Linked DNA regions of Sus scrofa: region 2 is linked to region 1. Evidence: chromatin contacts called from public HiChIP or PLAC-seq data. All regions are on one chromosome and are shown on one strand. The core of a region is the stretch at or near the end of the contact, and the rest is flanking DNA. Distances in the headings are between cores, read along the strand shown.

What was found. HiChIP or PLAC-seq counts read pairs in DNA pulled down with a chosen protein or histone mark.
Region 2: an H3K27ac HiChIP or PLAC-seq map of alveolar macrophages shows a contact between it and region 1. The contact joins the promoter of GAA here to the promoter of EIF4A3 in region 1. A contact is called at or near these places in 1 of 5 promoter capture datasets (liver), 4 of 47 Hi-C or Micro-C datasets (liver and retroperitoneal adipose tissue) and 1 of 2 datasets of contacts at active chromatin or transcription factors (alveolar macrophages).

Annotation. Positions count from the first base shown.
Region 1 is chr12:2,282,145-2,289,270 of Sscrofa11.1, forward strand. EIF4A3 (eukaryotic translation initiation factor 4A3) reads left to right here and starts at 3,535. Exons shown (of 12, transcript NM_001100193.1): 1 at 3,535-3,719; 2 at 6,159-6,231; 3 at 6,794-6,860. The coding sequence starts at 3,551. LOC106505378 (a long non-coding RNA gene) reads right to left here and starts at 1,504. Exons shown (of 2, transcript XR_002336940.1): 1 at 1,289-1,504.
Region 2 is chr12:2,336,602-2,343,727 of Sscrofa11.1, forward strand. GAA (lysosomal alpha-glucosidase) reads right to left here and starts at 3,266. Exons shown (of 23, transcript XM_021066505.1): 1 at 3,127-3,266; 2 at 294-420; 3 at 1-291. The coding sequence starts at 387. LOC110255946 (a long non-coding RNA gene) reads left to right here and starts at 1,322. Exons shown (of 2, transcript XR_002336941.1): 1 at 1,322-1,890; 2 at 3,070-3,226. It overlaps CCDC40 (coiled-coil domain-containing protein 40), which reads right to left. Exons shown (of 20, transcript XM_021066502.1): 20 at 5,352-6,210. The coding sequence ends at 5,774.

The DNA.
Region 1 (7,126 bases), core at 2,285-4,784:
TTCTTTTTTCTTTTTTTTTGGTCTTTTTGCCTTTTCTAGGGCCACTCCTGTGGCATATGGAGGTTCCCAGGCTAGGGGTACAGCTGCCAGCCTACACCATAGCCACAACAACGCTAATCCAAGCCACATTTGCCACCGGCACCACAGCTCACGGCAACGTTGGATCCTTAACCCACTGAGCAAGGCCAGGGATCGAACTTGCAACCTCATGGTTCCTCGTTGGATTCGTTAAGCACTGTGCCACGACGGGAACTCCTGATTTTCTTAATAGCATTTTCTCTAGCTTACTTTATTGAGGGGGTCAATAAATACAGTATATAATACATATAATACAGTATAATACATATAACACACGACATGCTAATCAACTGTTCATGTTATTTGGCAGGCTTCCGGTCAACCGTAGGCTATTAGAACTTAAATTCTGGGGGAGTCAAAAGTTATACCTGGATTTCTGAGTACACAGGGGGTGGGCACCCCTAACTCCTGAGTTGCTCAAGGGGCAACTGCGAAGGCTTGTATCCAGCACAACATGGAGCATATTTTAACAAAGAGGGCAAAGAGCCAGGCGTATTCAAAACCCGTCTGCTGCTGATAAAGCAAACTGCACCGTGTTTGAACGGGAAAAACCTCCTCTCCTGAGAGGAGCTCTCATCCTGGCTGCGATTTCCCAGAGGCCTCTCTCCCGCACAAAGAAAACACAGCTCCCTATGACATATCGTACCCACCGCCAGCCCCCAGCTCCTGCAAGAGCGCAGGTACACTCTTTACCATCCCAAGGAGGCCTTCCGGTGGCGGCGGGGGGCGGGGGCAGCACCCTCTGTCTTGGGCACCTCAGCTCCCACCTGGGGGAGGGGCCATCCCTCGGGATTAGATGAACTCCAAGGGGGATGAAGGTCAAGTCAACCTGGTTTCCACTGTTTCCCTAAAGAGTGGTGTCCCCAACCCTGCACCCCCACACCCACCCCAACTCTTGTCCTCTTCATGGACTCTGGCCTAAACAGCTGAAACGTTATTGGGCCCAAACCAAAGGAAGAGGTCTTTCAGTTGTGTGTTCAGACATCCCGAGAAAGGGACACTGCCAGGAAAAGTACAAAATGTCCTAAAAGTGAGACGGCAAAAGACAAGTTCAAGCGGATCATGAATAAGATTAAAAAATCTCTGAACGGGGGCAGAAGAGGCAATTCTTTCTTCCCCTCCCCTTTGGTACCAGACCCATAAACTCCGTGGTCTTCCATTTACTCTCCCCCACACGCCTGACAAGGTTATTTCACCTACTGTTTAGTACCTAGAGCAGCACCGTCCAAGAGGAATATCTTCTGTAATTAAGATGGTTCTGGTAGACGTATTTGAAAAAGGAAAAGAAATGGGTTAAATCGATTTAAATAACACGGTTTAACTCATGTATCTAAAATACGAACATTCCTACATATAATCAATATAAAAATTATTAACGAGGTCTTTCTTGTTCTTTTTTTCTTTTTAGGGCCACACCCGCAGCATATGGAGGTTCCCAAGCTAGGGGTCTAACTGGAGCTACAGCTGCTGGCCTACGCCACAGCCACAGTCACACTAGATCTGAGCCACATCTGCAACCTACACCACAGCTCACAGCGATGCCAGCTCCTTAACCCACTGAGCGAGGCCAGGGATTGAACCAGCAACCTCATGGTTCCTAGTTGTATTCGTTTCTGCTACGCCACGACAGGAATTCCTCTCGTTTTCTTATACTAAGTCTGAAATTTGTGTGCGTTTTACAGCACAGCCCTAGGACAGTTCGCAAAACAATGTGGGCTACTTCAGAGAGGACACGGATAACCCCTCTGTGGAATCGCAAGACCTGAGAATACTTTAATCCACTGCACAGGCTGGGGATTGAACCCATGCCCTCCGCAGCAACTTATTCTGTATACATTTGTATTTTATTCACTTTAAAGTCTAAGAAAGAAATTCAGATTTATAAATATTTAATTTTTTTTTTTAAGGTCTGAACCGTGGTGTATGGAAATTCCTGGGCCAGGGATTAAAATCCCTGCTGCAGCTGGGAGTTCCTGTTTTGTCTCAGTGGGTTAAGGATCTGGTGTTGCTGTGAGCTGTGGTGTAGGTTGCAGAAGCTTGGATCCCAAATTGCTGTGGCTACTATAGGCAGGCAGCTGTAGTTCCGATTTGACCCCTAGCCTAGGAACTTCCATATGCTGCAGGTGTGGCCCTTTAAAGAAAAAAAAATTCAAGCTGCAGCTGTGACCAACTGTGGCAACCTGGGATACTTTAATCCACTGCACAGGCTGGGGACTGAACCCATGCCCTCCGCAGCAACTTACTCTGTGCCACAGCTGGAACTCTAAGGTTTGAGTAATACTGGCATTTTTTTTTTTCTTGCTTCTTAGGGTCACACATGCAGCATACGGAAAATCTCAGGCTAGAGGTCAAATTGGAGCTATAGCTGGCGGCCTACACCACAGCCACAGCTGTGCCAGCTCTGAGCCACATCTGCAACCTACACCACAGCTCACGGCAACGCCAGATCCTTAACTCACTGAGCAAGACCAGGGATCGAACCGTGTCCTCATGGATGCTAGTCAGGTTCTTAACCCACTGAGCCACAAGGGGAACTTCCCATACTAGCATCCTTATCAGGCACGTTTATCAGGTCAATTTTCTTGCAGAGTCTGGACATATTCTAAGGTCTGGGCCAGAGCTTCAGGAAAAGACCTCATTTACTTGTTTGCTGTCAACAAACTGCAAACCTCTGCACTCTTATGCCTGATTTTAATGGATAATATGATCACCCAGTTTTCACTGAATTAACCTTCACAACAGGAAAGCGTTTAAGCACTCCTGGAAAGAGGCTGTGAATTAAAGATATGCCCAGGATGGGAGCCAAGCAAACAATGAGAAAGGACGGAGCTGGCACTTGGGCAAGTACAAGTTTCACAAAGTTATCGCTGTTCTCACACAACACAGATGAACGTCCGTCAAGTGATGAAATCGGTTCAGAGGCCAGTTTTGCGGTACTTGATTTTAGAGGCACTTGAAGTTTTAGAGAAGCATGGCCCACGGGGCCATGTTTACACGGGATAATGAGCGCAGGCAGGGACCAGCACCCGGGTGCCTCCTCCCGGCAGGGGCGCCCTGGCGCACGCCGCAGCTCGTCTGCAGGAGTTCCAGTTCTACCCTGCCGCGCTGAGGAACCGGTAATGCGGCCAGGTAACCGGTAACCCTCCGCGCAACAGCCCAGCCCAGAGCCCAAGCCGAGGGACCCGGGCGAACCCCGGCGCCTACCTTACGCGGGTGCGGGGAGGGGCGGGGTGTGGCCAGGGGCGGGGCCCGCGGATCCCGCGGAACCCCTCCCCCTCGAGAGCTGCGGCACCGCCCCTTTCCCCTTTCACGTGACCAGGAGCTCCCCGCCCCTTCCGAGCGCGGCTCCGACGCACGCTCCTACGCAGGCACGCGCGCGCGATGCCGTCAGTTCCTGGCGGCGGCGACGGCGCGGCGCTCTACTTCCGCTTCCCGGTGCGGCGCGCAGTCGGTTCTCAGCCCGCTCGGCATCATGGCGGCCACGGCCACGATGGCGACCTCAGGCTCGGCGCGGAAGCGGCTGCTGAAAGAGGAAGACATGACCAAAGTGGAATTCGAGACCAGCGAGGAGGTGGACGTGACTCCCACGTTCGACACTATGGGCCTGCGGGAGGACCTGCTGCGCGGCATCTATGCCTACGGTCGGTGGGCGCGGGGCGCGGGCTGCGAGCGCCCGCCGGAGAGCATGGGCCCGGCCGAGGGCTGGGTCCCGAGACTGGGAGTGTGGCGGTCCTGAAGGTCGGGGATCCGGGTTGGGGCCGAGCCCGGGGTGGGTCACGGGTGACCCCTTCCCTCACCACGCGTATCCACCCCCATCTGTGCCGGCGGGTTCGGGTGTTGTCCTCCCGGCAGCGCGCCCTGCTGGGACCCAAGAGGGCTGCAGGGTCCTTTGGGCACTTGGGAGTCATTCATTCAGCGGATAACTGTCTTGTATCGGCCAGGTGCGCGGCTCTAGGTACTCGGGGCTTAGTAGGGAACCAGACAGGTTCGTGCCCTTAGTTAAGTTAGCTTAAGCCTTAGTTTAAGTTACATTTGGGAGGAGGACTGTATAATCGATGGTAATGGCTACGGAGAAAATTAAGCGGGATAATTGGTTCAAGCTGCGCGGAGGAGAGAGTTAAACTAGTAGAGCAAATAGGCAAGGTGGCTGCCAGTAGGGCCTGGCATTTGAACTGAGACTCAGCTAAGGAGCCCGTTATGAGAAGGTTATGTTAGAATTGGGCAGAGGGGGCAGCTGGTGCCAGGTCCTGCAGCCCGGAGCCGGGGACATTCCAGGAACAGAATCTCCTGTCCTCCCTGTGGGGAGGGAGGAGGGGGCCACATCTTGAAGAGTGAAGTCTGGGGTGATAAAGAGAGTGCATTTTATTTCTGAGTGCAGTGGGGGAGGCCATTGGAGGGTCTCATGCAAGGAAGCGACAGGACCATATTTAGTTAGAAGTGAATTGGGGTGTCTGATGTGGGTGGAGGTGAGGCGGGAGAGCAAGCAGGGAGATGCTAGGAGGCTTTTTGTTCCAGTCCGGGGGAGAGATGATGGTTTTCTGGTGGAGATGGATGTAAGCAGCAGAGGAAAATCCTAGGTGTGTGGCTGATGGGACCGGTGATGCTGCCCTCTGCTCAGGCAGGGAGTAATGGTGGGAGCACTTCTTGAATGAGGGGAGCTTGAGGGACCTGTGAGCCATCAGTTGTCCTAGCTGGGAGCCTCGGAAGAGGCGGGGTTGGGGCTACTCTCCGGAATGAGCAGCATCCGTGCTTAATGCCTGGGACTGGGGCATCTTTTTTATCCAGCAGTCCTTGAGTCAGGACAGTTTAGTGCAGAGAAGGTGCTGAGGGAACGGGAGGTGAACTATAGCAACTAAGCCTTGTAGTGAGGCTCACAGCCCACCTGCCTCTTGGGATCTAGGGCCTCCCTTCCCTGAAACACCTGCTGCGTCATCATGAGGGGTTTAAATCACATTAGATTGGCTTTTGTGTTAAGTGGGAAGTTTACTACATTTTAAAAGACTATGAGAATTATTTCATGTCCATTATTTGTACATGAAGTTTTGTTTACTCAGACAGTAGAGGGGTTGCAGTTCACGCAGCCGCATCCAGGGCAGGAGGGCATCCAGGGCGGGAGGCGTAGGTGACATTCGTTTTTAGATGATGTCACCTACCCAAAGACTTACTGCTGATAGGGAGTAGTGACTGACTGTGATGGGTTATTTAATTTAACAAGTGATGCCAAAACACCCCCAACAATGCAGGTTATTGTAATGAAGTCAAACAATGCAGTAGTAATGGAAGTAAGATGTGAGCTTCCCTCCCCCTGTTCTCCAGCAGTAACCACCTGTTAACTTTTTTTTTTTTTAAACCTAACTAGGGTCTCTGTTTGCAACAATGTTCCTCAGAGATTTTGTCTGTATAAATAAGATCATATGTTACTATAAAGAAAATCCACTGGAGTTCCCTTGCTCAGTGGTTAACAAACTCGACTAGTATCCATGAAATTGTGGGTTCAGTCCCTGGCCTGGCTCAGTGGATTAAGGATCCGGCGTTTCGGGAGCTGTGGTGGAGGTTGCAGACGTGGCTCAGATCCCAAGTTGCTGTGGCTGTGGCTCAGGCCAGCAGCCACAGCTCCCGTTCGACCCTTAGCCTGGGAACCTCCATATGCTGCAGGTGTGGCCCTAAAAAAAAAAATCCACAAAAGTCCACAAATCCTGCTTTGTTCAACAGCTGTTTTTTGAGAGCTCAGTATGTTGGACATTGCATCAGGAGGGTTTTTTTTTTTTTTAAAAAACATACCATCCTTGGAGTTCCTTCTGTGGTGCAACGGGATCAGTGGCATATCTGCAGCACCAGGATGTAGGTTCAGTCCCTGCCTGGCACAGTGGGTGAAAGTAACTGGTGTTGCCACAGCGGTGGTGTAGGTCACAGCTGTGGCTCAGATTTGATCACATACCCACGAACTCCATATGCCGAGGGGCAGCCGAAAGAGAAAGGAAGAAAGAGAGCCCATCCTTGCCCTCGAGGAGCCCCAGCGTCTGGTTGTAAGCATGCTGTCCTAGCGGTTAGAACTAATTGTTTTCTGCTCTAATTTACAGGTTTTGAAAAGCCTTCGGCAATCCAGCAGCGAGCTATTAAGCAGATCATCAAGGGGAGAGATGTCATTGCACAGTGAGTCTGCGGGAGCCGGGCCCGGGCCGGGCTGCTCAGCACAGCAGCGCCTTTGCGCTTCTCCTTCCGTCGCCGTGACCAGCCCTGGCCTTGCATTCAGCCATAGGCACTTTTTATTTTTGTGTCCTCCACTCTGGAAAGCTCTTTTTTAAAAAAGCCCAATTTCCTTACCTATCATTTGGCAAATGGGATTATGTATAATACTCTTAATAGCTTTATTCCCAATTTGCCTGTTTTTTTTTTTTTGGCTGCGTGAGTCTGAAATCAGACGATTATATGAAAGGAAATCTCTTTTTTAGCCACTGAAGTTACAGATTCTGCAGCTTCATCACTTCCTGTTTATTATCCCCATCACCTGTGATTTGAAAGTTGGGACACGTGCCTGAGTCCCACCCCCTTGAGGTGAAGATGTTGGCCGGGGGTGCGGTGGGGGAGTGGGGTCTACTTGTAAGACGCTCCCCACATGCTTCCCCGGAGCACTGCTGGACAGAGGTCACATGATGGGAGCAGTGGCATGTGGCCCATCATTCTAAATCCCATTTTTCTGTGTTTTCTCTCCTAGATCTCAGTCTGGTACAGGCAAAACAGCTACCTTCAGTATTTCTGTCCTGCAGTGTTTGGATATTCAGGTAATCTGCCTCAAACTTCTCTTTAATCTTGGGGAAATACTTCCTTTATCCGCTGTGATTTAAGAAGTACAATTCTTAAATATCTCTAGTTGTATTGGCTCAAATTTTTTTTTTTTTTTTTTTTTTTTTTTTGCCATTTCTTGGGCCGCTGCCGCGGCGGCTCAAAATTTTTTTAAGAGAATCTTAATTATTAATATCTGAGCTAATATCTTGTCAGAAAGTCTTTTTTTTTTTTTTTTTTTTTTTTTTGCTGTTTCTTGGGCCAC
Region 2 (7,126 bases), core at 2,016-4,515, 54 kb after region 1:
TGGGGTAGTTGGGAGGGAAGAAGCACCAGGGCTGCCCCATCTGGGCGCCCAGTGGCCCTGGCCCTGCAGGCACGTAGCAGCAGCCCCGGGCCTCACACTGCTCCTGGGTGATGGCCTTGTCTGGGGCGCAGTCGAAGCGGCTGTTGGGGGGTAGGTCGCACCGTGTGGGCACAGCGCTGGGACTGCCACGGTGCCCTGGGCCGGGCTGGGGCCCCGGGCTGCTGGCTCCGGGCCGGCGAGCTTTGTACATCTCCTCGGGCTCTTGGGAGAAGCTGCGCAGCTCTCGGGGACCACCAGGAAGTCGTGGAGCAGGACGTGCCCCAGGAGGGCCAAGGAGATGAGGGCACAGACCCCCAGCAGGGGGCGGGAGCAGGGCGGCCACCTCATGGCTGGGCGCCACGGGCAGCGGGTCCTGGAGGCCTGCAGACAGAAGAACCAGGCTCAAAGGAACGGCAGGAGGGGCGGCCAGGGTCTCAGGGTGAGGGAGGAGCTGGATGGGCCCTGGGTTGGGAACAGCTGGGACTTGTTAGGCTGAGTTAACTGGGCCTGGCTTCTCTGCTACGTCAAGGAGGGAGTAAGTGGCAGGAGCTGAGCTCAGCCGGAGTAGAGACATGAGATGACCCCTCCCATCTCTCCTGGGGTCAAGAGAGCTCCCCAACTACACATGCGCAGTAAGGCCCCCGGGGGTCCTAAAGGGAGGGGCGCCAGGCCACAACGAGTCCTGACGCTGTCCCGGCATCCTTTGCTCTGGAATCCGTCTTTGTCAAAAGATGCGCACGCTTGTTGGGGAGGGTCCTGTGCCCCGTCAGGTGTGAGAATTCAAACAGGATAACAAGAACCGTGCTATTGAAGTGATTCAGTCACCGCTGGTGCGCTTCTCACTCCGGGGGACGCCCACTCCCACACTCCGCTTTGGGGTGTGTGGTAAGGCCTTGCTTCTGACCTAAGTAAACGCTATTGCTGTGACTCTAACAATATACTTCAGACCTCTTTTCACAGTCTTTGCCTCCTTGAAACCTTCTAATTTTCTTTTCTTTTTTTTTTTTGTCTTTTTGCCTTTTCTAGGCCACACCGGCGGCATATGGAGGTTCCCAGGCTAGAGGTCTAATCGGAGCTGTAGCCTTCGGCCTACACCACAGTCACAGCAATGCCGGGTCTGAGCTGCGTCTGTGACCTACACCACAGCTCACAGCAACACCGGATCCTTAACCCACTGAGCGAGTCCAGGGATCAAACCCGAAACCTCATGGTTCCTAGTTGGGTTCCTTGACCACTGCACCATGACGGGAACTCCACATTCTTATTTTCAACAGGGGGCAAGAATCAGGACAATTCTGTCTTAGCCTCTAGCTGGTCTAGTGGCTGGGACTCCTGGTCCTCCTCCAGGCTGCCCAGGTTCAATTCCTGAGCAGAGAATTAAGATCTCACTTCAAGCGGTCACTCCCTGCTGTCTCTCTCAGATCAAGGGGACTCTCAAAGCAGCTTCCAGACTGAGCTTGTGCCTGGCCCACTGCGCCCGGGCTGGAAGCGCTGTCTGGCGAGGATGCGGGCGGATGTAGGGGAGGGAGGAAAAAGCGAAAGGAGAGAAAAGTCCCAAACAGGGTTACAGAGCCCTGTGCATTGTGAAGTCTTCCAATACGCTGCAGATAGACTCTTCTAGAATGTCTGTAGAAACGACTTAATAACATACAGAACCCACGCGACAGGCTGACACTTGGAACAAACAAGTTGCGACAATAGATGGCTCCCCTGTGAAGACTGGCGGAAGGCAGACAGGTACCCTCCCTCCAGCCGACCGGACGAGGCTACAGCCTGTGAGGGTCTTGGGCGCTGCAGCCCCACGCAACACTCAGGAGAAGGCTGGCCCCCAGGACGTGGCCCCTCGGCCAGGTGTGAGAGAAACCCTCTCGTGTGGGGTCTGGTTTTGGGTCCCGGGCACAGCAGCTGCACCACAGCCTCCCTGGCTGCTCCGGCTCTAAGACTGATGACCTGCATCTTGCTTACCTGTCCGTTCTAAGTATTTGACAGGGAACTTTGCTGGCCCAGCGCCCTGAGGAACAGACACAGACATTGGACTACACACGCCAGGGCTGCACCTGTGGCATATGGAAGTTCCCAGGCCAGGGGCTGAATCAGAGCCACAGCCGCCAGCCTACACCCCAGCCACAGCAATGCCACATCCAAGTCATGCCTGCAACTGACACCACAGCTTACAGCAATGCCAGAGCCTCACCCCCTGAGGGAGGCCGGGGATCAAACCCATGTCCTCGTGGATATTAGCCGGGTTCATTACCGCTGAGCCACAGCGGGAACTCCTCAAAGTGCAAGGGTTGTATCAGGGAGCACTTTCTGTGCGTTTGGGAGCAAATGGGGAGGATGCCAGGGAACGCCACCACAGCCACTCGAGGCAGACCCCACGGTGGGTGCTGGGTCCAGGCGCCCCAGACTGCCACGGAGACTAAGGAAGGATAGGCCAGTCCATGGGTTTGGGGGTCCTCAAGCCAGACAGAGCTGGCTGTCAGAGGGGTGCAGGTCTCCCAGGAGCGGCCCGCCCTAGAGTTCTGGGCCAGGATGCAGCGCTGGACTTCAGGCCCAGCAACGGAGCCTCCACCAACGACACTCCCTGTGGCAGGAGGTCTGGGAGCCGCATCCTTGTGACCGCCAGAGAGATGCGAGTGTTGGGGAAGAGTCACAGGTGCACCCAGGTCACGGAGCATCTGAGCCTCTGAGACACAGACTGGCCACCTGGAGCTTTCCAGCCACCACGGGCCACAGGTACATTTGGTGCAAGAGTGAACTGTGTTTGTATCACATGACTGGCACCAAAAGTGTGGGGTTTTCCAAACCAGCCAATTCTTCCACTCTCTGAACACCAGCTGGGTGTCCAGCAATTGAACTCACATCTGACACGCACTCCCAGAGTTAGTGCCGACCCCACAGGTTGAGGGCGCAGTCCCACAAGACACCCCCCACTTCAGACACTAACTGCAAGTCCCAGCTTGTCACCGGCACATCCGACCAAGCGGCTGTAAACTCCTGGGTTCCCAAAAACACCTCTCTCCTCCACAGGTTGAATAAACAGCTAGATGACTCCCAGAACTCATTAAAGTGCTTGCTTACTGTTACCTGTTTATTATCAAGGACACGACGTGGGAACAGCCAGATGGCAAGGTCTGGGGAGGGCTGCAGAGCTTCCACGCCCTCTCCAGGCGGCCCTCCCTCCCAGCACCAACATGAGTTCACCGGCGGGAAGCCCCCAAACCTCAACTAGTTTAGGGTTTCATTATGTGGGCACAGCTGATGAAACCATCGACCAGTGGTGATTGGCTTAATCACCAGCTTCTCTCCCTCCCTCGAGGGAGGCCAGGTGAAAGTGCCTTAGTCCCTCTGGAGACCAGACCCCATTTTAAAGCTGTGTACAGCCCCCTCCCCCCAGTCATCTCATTGGCACAGGAAAGGCATTCATCACTCCCAAGTTCCCAGGGGTTTTAGGAGCTGCATGCCAGAAACTGGGGGGGCAGACGAAATATGTCCTTTTATACCACAGTGTCCCAGATCCACGTGACCTTGCCAGACACACCTTGTCATCATGATTCCGAAACTAGGGAACTCAGAGCCTAGGAGCCCTCACTTGGGGAGCTCTGAGGCACTGACTCGGCCCTTCCCGCCCAGACCTTAGAAGGTGCACAGGTGGCCAGAGGCACGGCCAGAGCAGCACCCTATGCCCTGCGTTCCCTGCCTCCGTTTTACAGACCAGGAGGAGAGCCTAGAAAAGGGAGGAGCCCCCGTCACAGCGGCCAACAGTTTAGAGAGAAAATGGGGAAGAACTGAAGGTCAGTAGATCAAGTGGCACTGCCGACCCAGAAAGCCTTGTCACCCTGCTTTCAGGGAAGTGGCTCAGAACCGCTGCTCCCTAGGCCACCGTGGTGGTGCAGACAAGGCGGGTTCAAAACCCATCTCCACCTTGGGCAGAGGGGAGTAAAGGGTCCTTATCCTCCTGCGTCTCAGCTTCCTCCCTGCCACCAAGGGCAAGCACAGCCTTCCCCGCCCAGCTCGGGAGAAGTGAGGGGGAACCGTGGAGTTTCGGGGTGCCTGATGTCAGTGGGGTCCCAGTCGTTACTGCTGCTGAAGGAGAAAATGTCCTGAGATGATGAGCAGGGAGAACAGAACACCCGGGTCACGATGACCAAGCAAGGTCCAGCCAACTGACCCCAACCACCCCTCCCACGCATCAGCTTCTGTAAACTTGCTTCTGCATCAGCCGTCCTGCCTCTGCCCACTCCGGTCCGCTCTGCCCAGCACGGACCCAGAAGGGCTAGCCCATAAGAGCCCTGTAAAACCCCTCCTCGGGGCTCAGACTCCGGAGAGCGATCTCCTCTGAGCTCACCGGTGTAATAAGCCTGGGTTCGCCAACCCTCCAGGTGTCGCTTGGTTTCTCCCCGGGTAGAAAGACCAGCTGCTGGCAGCTGCCCTAACACTGCCCTCCGCCGCCGTCCCGGCACATTGTAATCAACTTCCCCAATAGGAAAGCACGGACCCCCAATCCATATACGGCTCGATCCCGCCCCTTCCGCGACGGCCGCGACCCGCCAAGCCTCGGGTCTGTGGGGTTGCAGCGCACCACCCTGGCCCCCCTCCACCGCCGTTCGCGGGGACCACCCTCAGCCCGAGTCTCGCAGCCCGGCCCACTCACCTCCGCGCACGCGCGCCCGGGTCCGGCTCGGCCCGGCCCGGCTCACTTCTGCGCACGCGCACGCGGCGCAGTGGGAACTCCAGGCTCCGCCGCCGCGGCGGGGTCACGTGACTCCCACCCGCCTCCGCACGAGCAGGCGCCTTAGGTGCCGGGCGCGTGCTGGGAGGGCCCCGCTGTCCTCCGGCCTGGGCACTCCCGGAACGTGGGAGGAGCCCGAGGGGACGCGCACTCTGCGAGGGAGCGCGCTCCCCGCGGAGGCAGGGGGAACCTCAGCTTTGCGGTTGGGGGGGCGTGACGCCCACGCGGGAACTTGCCCTCGGCATCCCGGAGCCAGCCAGCCAGGCAGCCCCCGAGGCCCGACCCTGGGCATCTAGCCGGAACCGGGGTGGGCACAGGTGCTCAGCACCCGGAGGGCAAAAACAGCGTTTAGTCGTGACCCATCGACTGTCGCGAAAACGTTCAATTACAAGGAACTTTTTTTCCATCGAGGAAAGGCTTATATTAAGAGGTGCCGGCTTTCCAGGGTGAAATACAAGAGCCAGACCCCGTGATTTTGTCAGAAAGCCCCAGCAGTGTGTGTGTATGGGGAGGGGAATTGAGGGTTTCCTTGCTTCTTTATGTACTTCTGAAATGTTTTAGAATAAATACACTTTCATATTCAGAAAAAAACTTTATTTTCCTGCTGAAAAGTTTAAAATTACTTTGTAAGATTACCTTTCCCCTTAAGCCCTCGAAGAAGCCATAGGCAGCAGGGGTTCAGGAGTCGGAGCGTGGGAGGAGGAGCCCGGGGTGGACCAGGGTGGTGGGGACCCGACACAGACAAGGAGGTCTGTGTTCCTGCACCTGCACGGTCTAATCGCAGACGTCAGGCCCTGCAGATTCCGCTAGGGCTTCACGTCCTCCGGACTTGCTCCGGTGAGCTGGGCATCTGGATTTAACCCAAGCTGGGAGTGGGGCGGGAACAGAGACCTGGTTTCCCGTTTTCCTTGGACGAGTAAGCCCAGCGAGGGCACGGGGGTCTGCTTTGCAAATGGAATACTTGTGGAAAATGGAACTGGAAACGTTGGGATTTGACCTGATTTATACAGCGGGGTGGCTAAACAAACAATTCCTACAGCGCTGGCGTATTTTTTTAAGTGGCGTCATTCTCTGAGGGCAGCGGTGACTTTCAGTAAAGCAGGGACAGACAAACGTATTCAAAGTCCCCGACAATGCACAAAACTGATCCCTTCCTTGGGGGCCCGCCTGGAAGAGGGGTGTCCAGGCGCTCTCTAGGGCCCAGGGGACCCCAGCCCGTTGGTGATGGACTGGCTGACCTTGAGCAGGGCCCCCTGGAACTGCGGGTACTCCTCCTTCACGTGGTGGAGGATGTTGTTGATGCTGCCCAGCCGGTCCTCCAGACGCTTGAGCTCCGACAGCAGCGACTGCTTGTTGCGGAGCAGGAAGACGTACCGCCCGTCCTTCACGGCCTGCAGGTGCTTGAGGCGCGTTTGCAGGGCCACGAGGGTGGAAAGGTTCTTGGTGGGACAAGAGAACTGTGTCAGGCTGTGCACGTTAAAAACAGGTCACCCACTGGCCTGGCACAAGCTCAGACTTGAGGACGTGCCAGAAAGCACTGCAGGAGAGGGGACAAATGGCTGAAGGTGCTGAGTCCCCTGGTCTAGGGGACGAGGCTGACACACAAGGGGAGCCTGTGCCCTCACTCATCTTCTGACCCACCAGGTGCCAGGCCGGGCGCCCAACACTCCGTCGTCATCCCCAAACCCTGCAGCCCTGCTCAATGCCACTCTTCCACTTGCACACATCCAGTCCAGCAGCAAACCCTGCTGGGGTGACTTTGAAATCAGACACAGAACCTGACAGCTTCTCATTAGTTCGAGACTACCCTTGGTCCGTGTGTCACCGTGCTCCTTAAGTACCACGATGGCCTCCAACAGGCTCCTTGTCCCCACCTGGCCCTTCCACGCCACACTCCACATCAGAGCTGAGCAATCCCACCGAGCCCAGTCACGCCTCTCCTCAACGCCTCCCCGAGGGAGAGGCCGTGGGCAGGGTGGTGCCCCAAGCCAAGCAAGCCGGGGGCTCAGGCAGCCCCCAGCTCCTGCTGCTCCCTCCCTCGCCCCCTTCATGTCTTGCCTCAAATGGCGCTTCCTCTGCGCGGCCATCTCAGACCCCCCCACCTACAGGTGCAGCCCATCCACCTCCTGCCCCCCTGCTTCCTTTTTCACCATAATGTCTATCACCACCAGATACGCAGAGTCCTTCTTATTAGTTTCGCTAATTGTCTGTCCTCCTGCCCTCAGGACATGACCTCCAGGGAGTGGGCACGGTCACCTTTCCTGTTCGACTCTGCAGCCCTGGCAGCCAGGACAGTGCCGGCCCCTGGAGCCTACATTAGAAACATGAGGCGTGTGATCAGCCTGGGCTTAGCGG